Regions from separate parts of the Sus scrofa genome. Here all the other regions are linked to region 2. A link is a contact called in public Hi-C and HiChIP or PLAC-seq data. All regions are on one chromosome and are shown on one strand. Each heading gives the region's core, a stretch centred on a gene start, on an enhancer-like site or on the middle of the called end of the contact. The rest is flanking DNA. Distances are from core to core; before and after follow the strand shown.

The links. A called contact is a pair of places that touch in the nucleus more often than the background predicts. HiChIP or PLAC-seq counts read pairs in DNA pulled down with a chosen protein or histone mark.
Region 1: a contact with region 2 is called in a Hi-C map of skeletal muscle, with 5 times the contacts expected there. The contact joins the promoter of ALS2 here to the promoter of FZD7 in region 2. A contact is called at or near these places in 2 of 5 promoter capture datasets (fetal liver and liver), 9 of 47 Hi-C or Micro-C datasets (alveolar macrophages, brain, embryonic fibroblasts and 4 more) and 1 of 2 datasets of contacts at active chromatin or transcription factors (skeletal muscle).
Region 3: a contact with region 2 is called in an H3K27ac HiChIP or PLAC-seq map of skeletal muscle, with 8 times the contacts expected there. The contact joins the enhancer-like site here to the promoter of FZD7 in region 2. A contact is called at or near these places in 1 of 5 promoter capture datasets (liver), 11 of 47 Hi-C or Micro-C datasets (alveolar macrophages, embryonic fibroblasts, epiblast stem cells and 5 more) and 1 of 2 datasets of contacts at active chromatin or transcription factors (skeletal muscle).

What each region holds. Positions count from the first base shown.
Region 1 is chr15:105,399,741-105,403,054 of Sscrofa11.1, forward strand. ALS2 (alsin) reads right to left here and starts at 1,412. Exons shown (of 34, transcript XM_021076185.1): 1 at 1,308-1,412. CDK15 (cyclin-dependent kinase 15) reads left to right here and starts at 1,430. Exons shown (of 14, transcript XM_021076193.1): 1 at 1,430-1,722.
Region 2 is chr15:105,642,735-105,646,182 of Sscrofa11.1, forward strand. FZD7 (frizzled-7) reads left to right here and starts at 1,430. Exons shown (of 1, transcript XM_013984388.2): 1 at 1,430-3,448. The coding sequence starts at 2,277.
Region 3 is chr15:105,475,523-105,478,915 of Sscrofa11.1, forward strand. The region is part of intron 10 of CDK15 (cyclin-dependent kinase 15); the gene reads left to right. Among named protein-coding and RNA genes, the nearest start is that of CDK15, 76 kb to the left of the region's middle. Within about 2 kb of position 1,874, at least 6 of the 83 cell types and tissues checked have an H3K27ac peak or open chromatin away from gene starts, as enhancers often do. A contact at or near this core is called in skeletal muscle, where this site is marked.

The DNA of each region.
Region 1 (3,314 bases), core at 162-2,661, 240 kb before region 2:
ACTGAATATTTACATACGGTGCAAGACACTGTAAAAAAACACAGTACATGAACCATAACACGTAAAGGTATTATTATATGGAAGGCACTTTTATCCTCAATTTAGAGATAAGGAAACTGAGGTAGATAAGCAAACTTGCCCAAATTCAAAGATGTAAATGTATTTGATTGCAGGTCCAAAGCCTAGGATCTTCGCCACCATGCCTCTATTATTAAGATTAAAATACTGCAATTTACTGCAAAAGCAAATTCACTTTTTAAAATTCTTTGAGTATTCATTAACTCAAAGGTCAAGTGGTCACTTCAAATTATTTATATTTGTGATAAACCGAAAAAATACTGGACCAACAGGTTTGCTGAATTTCTGTACCTGTTCAGAATAAACACACATCACACAATTTTATTCTTCAAAGCCTTTTAAAAAATATTTACAACCACCAACAAATCCAAAAGGCACTAGACTAATGCTCTGCATTTTGTTCAACAGTTACTTCCTTTTCCATTCTCAACCAGAATGAGAATATTCTACTTGAATAGGCCACTTCAGCCTGGGTGTTTTTCCTTTTCCCCCATCAACAAAGCTCTAAGCAGTACACCACCACTTCTGCCAACCTACAGTTGTCTGCTTCCAAAATAGCCCTATTACCCAGAGGACCTATGCCAGCCTCAGGACCAGTTCCTCACGATAGCCCCTATATTATTTTCCTACCTTCACTTCTCAAAAGAACTTACCACCCTCTGCTGGATCACCTGACACGTCAAAAGACTTTGCTGAACTACTAATTCTTAACATCAAACTCATTTTCTTTTTCCTCAACAGCCCTTTCAAAGCATGGAAACCCTGGATCCACTCTCCACCACGATCTGCACCCAAGGGCAAACCCATCTGAGACTCTCACCAAGGTTCGCGGCCAAGGACCTCGGTTTATCTGCTCGGTGCCTAGAGTGGGCATTCAATACATCTTCCTGAATGAATGGGTGGAAAGCAGCGTGGGTGGAGGCGGGAAGGGGGGCGTGAAGGTATTTCACCAGGCTGAGATCTCTGAAGTGGCGCCCGGTCCTGGGAGGGAGGAACCGGAGCGAGTGAGAGAACCTGGGGCCGTCGGGTGCTCACAGACAGGCAGACGCAGTGGGTCAGACGCCGGCTTGAGAGAACGCCGGCGTCGTCTCCGTGGGTCGCCGCAGCGCCCTCCCGGGCCTCGGCCTGCGCCTCCGCCTTCCTCCCAGACCCGGCCTCTCGCACACTGGAGGCCCCGGCCGGTCAGCCATCGGAAACCACGGGCCAACCCGGGACCCGCGCTCGCTCACCTGACGCTCCACCGGCAGCACCACTGTCTGCATCCGGCGCGAGCCTGGCAGCCCGGCGGGTGCGTGAGATCAGCTGATTCACGGGGGGCGGGGCCTCCGGGCAGGGGCGGGGCTGCGGAGTGGAGAACGGGAGGGGGATCACCCCCGAAGTTGGGTGGGGTTAGATGGCAACGGCGTCTTGTAGGGATCAAAATTACTCAAGAGGCGTTAGGCACTGTGGGCAACGTTCCCAGGAGTGCTGCCTTTTCTTTAGGACCAGGCAGAGTATATATGCCTGGGATGCACTTGAGCAATGACGTAACATGGCGTCGCCGGGACCTAATTATCCGATCGCTTCCATGGTAACAGATGGTGAAGAGAGAGGTTGGGAGCTGCAGATATTTTGCTGCCACCTCAAACTGCAGGAGTCCGAACGGTAAGTTCGCTACTCTTGACAGTGAAAAGGCTAAAATGTCTTCAGACTTCTTCTATGGACTGTACCCTAAAGTAGTCACTTCCTCCCCCGGGAATGACGTCATCGCCACGCGGCGCCGTTAGCGCTAGTATCCACACTGATTTTGCTACTTAGTTGCGACCCCAGATGATGGAGTGTGGTAGGAGGGTATGAGATAGCTTCTCCTATGATCCCCACTGGACTCTTCCATATATAATCCGAGTAAAGCCAGTTTGCCCAGCACAGTTTCACGACGTCTGCTTGTTGGAGCCATAGCCCTACCCCGACTCAACTCTCACCCCCGAAGTCCCCTCATGAAGATTTTCCGAAGCCGCCACTCTTGGCCCATAGTGGGTGTAAACTCTACTGCTAGGCAGTGTGCCATCTCTGGGCCTGCAAACCCGTGTTCAGACCATCAGTGACAGATGTGCAGTCAGGGTCTGAAGCTCCTGTGCATACTGCATACATGGTTTAGTAGGTTCACCAACATCCTCAACTCAGTTGCCTCCTTGGCCCTCCATCACCTGCAAAACAGTTGTCCTGCAACGATTCAGCTAACCTTGTTCACTCTTGCACCAGTGCTGGAAATAACGTGGTCAGGCAGTCTTGCTAAGCCCCAAACTGTCCTTAACAGATTGCTACTCAGAATTTCTTCTATCCCCATTCCCTGCTATTCCCAACCCACACACTCCTAACTTTTTACCCAACTCTACCCACCCACCCTCTTTGGTAAAATTTTTAGAAATAAAAATACATTGCCTCCTACATTTCTGAGGAAAATGAGGCCACTAGGAATGAATTTCCTTAACTCCCACCAGCCACTGTTACAAACCCTACCTGCAACCCCAGCCTTCCTTTCCTTCTCCCTCTTTCTCCTTGTAAGTGCTCTGTCTCTCAAGATGAATCCCATCCAATCCCCTTAGAGGCATGCTCCATTACTTATCCCTTTTTGTGTGTTTTCAATCTCACTGTCTCTTGTTACTCTTCCTCTAAAGATGTAAGCCAGTTCCAGCATATCCTGTCTTTAATTTTTTTTTCCTTTATCCTCCTTTCTTTTGCAACCTACTTTTCTACCTTTACTTTCTGACTTCCCAATCTTCCTCATCCCACTTTACAATCTTTACTTTGTCAGGTCTACTGAAACCAGTAAGTACCGTCTAATCTTGAAATCTAATGATGCAGTCTAAGAATGGAACTTCTGTGACTTCTATGAAGTCATTTAAAAGAAACAAGATGATCTATATGTATGATATGGAATAATCTGGATGTTAGTTTAAGAGAAAAAAGCTAAATGCTGAATAATGTGTATTGTATTCTACCAATTGCATGTTATGTATGCCTTTTCATAGGAGAGAGAAAGAGAGGTTCCTTGTCTCTGTATATGCCTATCTTATTTCTGAAAGGATGTATTAAAAAAAAGTGACTGACACTGGGCAGGAGAATTGGGAACAGAGGCAGGAAGAAAACCCATTTTTCACTGCATGCCCTATTATACCATTTGAATTTGTAACTTTTTCTTTCTTTCTTTTTTTTTTTTTTTTCCAGCATATGGAAATTCCCAGGCTAGGGGTCCA
Region 2 (3,448 bases), core at 180-2,679:
GCAACTTTTGCAAACATGCATCCCAATCAGAAATCCCTCAGGGCTCCAGCGCCTGGAACTGAGCTGACAGAAGGAAAGGGCTCCGCCAGGAGTAACGTTTTCTAAGGCGTAAGATTGCTTTGTGCGTGAGTGTGTGAGAGAGAGAGGGAGACAGAGAGGGAGAAGCAGATTTTTCCTTTCTCAACATTGTCATTTTCCTGCATGGGAATTCAGGATATTCCTCGCTGTCCAGCGAGAAGGGAGAGCGGCCCCCCTCCCTCCTAACTTCTGATCTCGTCGGGAGTAAGCAGGGCGCGCGCGCGAGCGCCCATTGCCTTCAGCAGGGCGAAGATTTGACCGGGAACAAAAGAACGCTTGCCAATCGGAAAACGCTACCCGAAAACAGGATAACTTCTCTTTGTGTTTTGAAAACTAATTAGCAAATGCCCTTGGTTTCTAATACCCATTTAAACTTTTCAACGCATATTCCAAGGATCAAATCATTGCTTCTGCGACAAAGATGGGATCCCAACACGCCGCAGAACTAAGAAAAAGAGGATAAATACTCTCTCTAAACCGTACAGTGTTCCTGGGCACTCGGGTCGCAGGTTTTTTGTTTTTAATAGCCATTTCCCCCAACACTGTTTTCTTATGGCTCCATTAAAGCTATACCAGATCGCTAGACCCTGGGCCGTGCTCGCGGGCAGGGTGACTTGGGGTCGGGGTCCCCAGCGCCCGCGGCTCCCCAACCCTCTCCCCTCCAAGGGGTCTGCACTTCCTCCCGCCTTACGTCGGCCCCTTCGCCCGACTCCAATTTCTTCGCGGTCGCGGCCCCTCCTCCTTTTTACAACTGGGAGCGGGGATGAGAGGGGATTGTGGCCTCACGTGGTCTGTTAGAGTCGGGGGAGAGAAAAGCAATCCGCGATGCGCACCCTTTTCTGGCCCCATAGTGAACCCTTCATTTAGGACCCCGCTACCCAAAAGTCCCCCGCCAAGCCCAGCATTTTCAGCTCGGGGAGGGCTAACGTGACTCCGAGTCACGTCCCTATCTGCCGTGGCGCTGCTCTATTCTCAGCTTCTCCCCGTAAACTTCCCCCGTGCGCCCTTCTATTCAGGAATGTGTATTTTAGAGTACCCGGAAGAGGAACAAATCTTTCAAGCAAATTCCCTTTCTGGTGCGTTCCCCCCTCCGCTCCCCCCAGCGAATTCACGGTAAAAGTTTTTCTTAACTTTTCCCTCCCAGCCCCCGCCCCTCCCCTCAGGAATCCGCCCAGAGCGCTGCAGACTGTGCCTCTCGGGTTCCCTCGCCCGCCCCTTCCGACTTCCACCCAATCCGGAGGCGACCACACAGAAAACAAAGGCTGCCATTGGGCGGTCTTGGAGCTCCAGGGCCCGCCCCCGGAGTGGTTTGTGAATGGGGGGAGGGGAGAGGGCGGGGCGGCCCGGAATCCTGCGAGCGCGACGCTTCTTCTGCGGAGTTGCTGGGCTCCGAGACGTTACTCTGCGCTCCCTCCCGGCGGGCGGCGGCGGCGGCGGGCGCCGCGACTCACCGGCCGGGGCTGCGCGGGACTGGAGAGGCCAGGCCCAGGCCGCGAGCACGGGGGCCTCATAGCTTTGGACGCAGTGTGACTGGATTTCTTCAAAGAACTCGCAGAGCTCTTGGCTCCAAGACGCCGATAGGACTCAGAACGAGAATCAACCGTTTGGCTGAAACTTGGGGACAAGCTTTTGGGGCTGAAAAAGGAGCAGGGAGTGGAGAAGAAGGCGGCGGAGAAGGAGGTGGCGGCGAACTGAGCCTCGAGGCAAGGAGGCGGAGCAGCACCGCAGAGGCGGCGGCCTTGGCTAGCAAGCCGCGGCGCCGGGCTCTCGCTCGCCGGGGGCCCAGACGCAAGCGGGGGGCGCGCGCGTTACTGTGCGCTGTGAGTCAAGAGACTTGGGCAAACTTTGAAGGGTAACCGGAGACGCTTGTTGCTCTTCGCCGCAGAAAGAGCCGCACCGTTACGTCCCGGCGCGAGGAAAAGGCGTCTCCCCCCCATCGGCGCCCCCGGCCCAGGCAGACGTGTTTGGGCCCCCGGCGGCTGCGCGAGTGCTGGGCGGAGGCGGCGGCGGCGACGGCGCCCTTGCGGCGCGAGCACCCTAGCTACAGCGCCCTCGGCTCCGCACCGCCCACGGCCCGGCCCCGGCGCCGGGAGGACTCTCATGCGCCCGGCGCGGCGGCGCCTGCCGGGATCCCAGCCTCTCCTGGCTGTCTTGTCGCGTTTCTTGGGCTGAGAGCGCCGCTGCACCCGCGGCCGGCGATGCGGGGCCCCCGCACGGCAGCGTCGCCCTCGCCTCTGGGCCTGTGCACCATGGTGCTTGCAGTGCTGGGCGCACTGCCCGCGGGCGCCGGGGCGCAGCCGTACCACGGCGAGAAGGGCATCTCAGTGCCGGACCACGGCTTCTGCCAGCCTATTTCCATCCCTCTGTGCACGGACATCGCCTACAACCAGACCATCCTGCCCAACCTGCTGGGTCACACGAACCAAGAAGATGCGGGCCTCGAGGTGCACCAGTTCTACCCGCTGGTGAAGGTGCAGTGTTCTCCCGAGCTGCGCTTCTTCCTGTGCTCCATGTACGCACCCGTGTGCACCGTGCTCGATAAGGCCATCCCGCCGTGCCGTTCTCTGTGCGAGCGTGCCCGCCAGGGGTGTGAGGCGCTCATGAACAAGTTCGGCTTCCAATGGCCCGAGCGGCTGCGTTGCGAGAACTTCCCTGTGCACGGCGCCGGCGAGATCTGCGTGGGCCAGAACACGTCCGACGGCTCCGGGGGCCCAGGCGGCGGGCCCACCGCCTATCCTACAGCGCCCTACATGCCCGACCTGCCCTTCACCGCGCTGCCCCCGGGAGCCGCTGACGGCAGGGGCCGCTCGGCCTTCCCCTTCTCGTGCCCCCGCCAGCTCAAGGTGCCCCCCTACCTGGGCTACCGCTTCCTGGGCGAGCGCGACTGCGGCGCCCCCTGCGAGCCGGGCCGCGCCAACGGCCTCATGTACTTTAAGGAGGAGGAGAGGCGCTTCGCCCGCCTCTGGGTGGGCGTGTGGTCAGTGCTGTGCTGCGCCTCGACGCTCTTCACGGTGCTCACCTACCTAGTGGACATGCGGCGCTTCAGCTACCCGGAGCGGCCCATCATCTTCCTGTCGGGCTGCTACTTCATGGTGGCCGTGGCGCACGTGGCCGGCTTCCTGCTGGAGGACCGCGCCGTGTGCGTGGAGCGCTTCTCAGAAGACGGCTACCGCACGGTGGCGCAGGGCACCAAGAAGGAGGGCTGCACCATCCTCTTCATGGTGCTCTACTTCTTCGGCATGGCCAGTTCCATCTGGTGGGTCATCTTGTCGCTCACTTGGTTCCTGGCCGCTGGCATGAAGTGGGGCCACGAGGCCATCGAGGCCAACTCTCAGTACTTCCACCTGGCTGCGTGGGCGGTGCCCGCTGT
Region 3 (3,393 bases), core at 624-3,123, 170 kb before region 2:
ATGTTGGCTTTGGGTTTTGTTTTTGTTTTGTCTTTTTAGGGCTGCACCTGTGGCGTATGGAGGTTCCCAGGCTAGGGGGTGAATCTGAGCTGTAGCCACCAGCCTACACCACAGCTCACAGCAACGTGGAATCTGAGCTGTGTCTGCAACCTACACCACAGTTTGTGGCAATGCCAGATCCTTAATCTACTGATCAAGGACAGGGATCAAACCTGCATCCTCGTGGCTACTAGTCAGATTCATTTCCACTGAGCCACAGCGGGAACTCCTAGAATGTTGGCTTTGTAACAGGCCATTCTTAGAGCTACATGAAAGGGTAGATGGGTACCAGATTGGAACGTGCTTCATAATCCTCCTAAGGATTTGGACTTGACTAATAAGCAAAGAAAAGGCATTGGGTGATTGTTAGCAGGGAAGTGATATGGCAGGATTTAAATTTTAGAAAAAGTGCTTGAAAGACTATATGTAGAATTAAATTGGTAGTTTAAATTCAAGACCAGAAGCAATGTGGCAATGCTCTAGTTTCTAGAAGATAAATAGGAAGTCTCAGCTAGAGACGTGGCAAAGGATAAGGACTGTTGGGGCAAAACTAAAAAGCATGTAGGAGGTAGAGTCAAGGGGAGGTTGTAACTGACTAGATTTGAGTTGCGAAGGAGAAACCTAAATCCAGTGGGTGAGAGAATGAGGGTACCATACACTGGCACAGAGGGAAAAAAGGGGGGTACTGAGGAATAGATTCGTAGGGCATGTAATGAGTATAAGGTTTGAACATTTCCAGATTAAGAGATCTCTGGGGCCACCAAATGGAGATATCTCAAAAGCAATGAGAAATGTAATTCTGCGGAATTCCCGCTGTGGCTCAGTAGGAACGAACCCAAATTAGTATCCATGAGGATGTGGGTTCGATCCCTGGCCACGCTCAGTGGGTTAAAGAGCCGGTGTTGCCGTGAGCTGTGGTATAGGTCAAAGACTTGACTTGAATCCCGAGTTGCTGTGGCTGTAGCGTAGGCTGGCAGCTGCTGTTCTGATTTGACCCCTAGCCTGGGATCCTCCATGTGCCACAGGTGCAGCCCTTAAAAAAGCAAAATACAAAACAACAACAAAAAAACGGAAGTGCAGGCCTATGATTTTAAGGGTCTTAATCTAGACGTGCAAAATTGGAAGTCATCTGCTTAAATGGTATTTAAAGCTCCAGATGTGAATTCAGTTGCTCCAGGGAGCGCATGTAGCGAAGGAAGACTGATGGAGCCCTGGGGGAGCAGTGCTGCAGGATCGGGTAGAAGGGAAGGAGTCTTCGGAAGCTGAGGAGGAATAGCCAGAGAGGCCAGAAAAGACCAGAAGATGGTGATAATCATTATTGTCATCATCATCATCCCATGGCAATAGTAATCCTGGAAGGGAGTGCCAAGTGCCATGCCCACAGTCTCAGTGCCGAGCACAGCACCTGCCCCGGGTGACCCTTGAACATTCGTAGAGATGCCAGGGGAGTGATAAATGTTGTCAAGTGACACATTGTTAAATGCCATACACTTGGAATGGCGTGATCCAGCTATAGCGCAAACATAGCTTGTGGGGGTGGACAGACATTAAACAGGCACTGCTCATGGGTGGGAGGGGGGGCGGGGAGGGGGACTCCTGACTGTGCCTGTCCCGCCCCCTTCTCCATCCATCCACCAGGAGAAAGGCCTGGCTTTCCTTCCTCTGAAGAGAGGAACAGGCTTCAAAGGATGAAATACTTGCTTAGAATCCACAAAAAAGTTTTGATGCAGGGTTAGAAAAGTGACACTCCCTCCCGCCCCCGCCATGTGAATGGAGGTGCCGGGCTCCAGTGCCGAGGAGTGTACTGACTTTTGGCGTCCTGATGACACCCAGACAGGAGAGAGCCTGGTGCTCCAGAGCCAAATTTAGACTCCTTGAGCAAAGGACTGAGGGACCTTCCAAGCCAGCTACCTGAGGCAGAGGGAGGAGCAGCGGTGAGGGCAGGCGTGGGGGGGGGGGGGACAGATAGAAGAGCAACAGATTTTTGCAAGCCGCTTTAAAGTTCCTGCTCAAGATAGCGAATTAAAGCTAACACCATTATCAACTATCTAAATATATGGTATCTCAGGAATGCATTGTATTCGGGAAATTCCAGAGGTGTAGTTCAGTAGACGGCACCATTGATAACCTTCGGGTGATTGCGGGGAGACTCTAGTAACTAGAAAATGTTTTACTTTGTGCTAAGGCTCGAAATGATCCTGGTGATATTTTATCAATCAACCAACAAATCTCTATTGATCTGAATCGGTTGTGAAATATATCTTAAAGATGTATTCCTTAAAAATATATTTTAAGATATATCTTAAAGATATCTTAAAGTATATAAATACACATATTTATATATGTAAATATAACTTAAAGGTATATTCCTTAAGGATATATTTTTTTAAATGCATGATTTTATTACTGGAGCAACCATTTGACCCTCATTTCACTTTTACTCTCTTTCGTGTGGAAATTAAGATGTTCAGCTTTTGGAGTTCCTGCCATAGCGCAGTGGAAATGAATCTGACTAGGAACCATGAGGTTGTGGGTTCGATCCCTGGCCTTGCTCAGTGGGTTGAGGATCCTGCATTGCTGTGAGCTGTGGTGTAGGGCACAGACACGGATCAGATCTGGCTGTGGCCCTGACGTGGGCTGGCAGCTCTAGGTCCGATTAGACCCCCCTTGGCCTGGGAACCTCCATATGCCTCAGGTGCAGCCTTAAAAAAGAAAAATAAATAAATAAATAAAGATGTTCGGCTTTTAAACTTGCCCCGTTGCAACTTCTTTGGCTCTTCCTGCCTGGGATTCCAATTGAACTTGAATTGGAAACTCTTTTCAAGAGAGCTGGAAAAGGAGGAGATGGAGAGGAATCTGGTCTAATGATTTACCATCGTCTTTGGAAGGAGAAGGGAAATAAGCTACCTACAGCCCCATGATTTGAGAGGCTACCGAAGCCAGAGAAGCAGTCTCCTGGTGAAACGGTGCTGGGTAAAATGCCTCTTTGTGGATCGTTCTCTCATTGATCGCTTGTAGTTTAACTACTGGGGAAAAATCAATGGGAGCAAAGCAGGGTCGGTCAGCATCTACTTATCTGCATAAGGGCGGAGGGCTGGCCACAAAGCAGGCACTGGGCTTTGGCTCTGCTTCCTAAGAGCAAGCTGGCTGACCCTGGACACCTCAATCCCTCTATCTAGGCTAACGTAGCTACAAATTAGATGAGGAAGAGAGTCAGATACAGTCTACAGAAGTCATGGAACCTCAAGGTCGATGTTGTCATACTGCCTCCTGGAGCCACTCTTAAAAGTAGAATAAACCACTCTTTCCCAGTAGAATTTATGAGGACTGATTTTCCCTTGTCATGCCGACCCT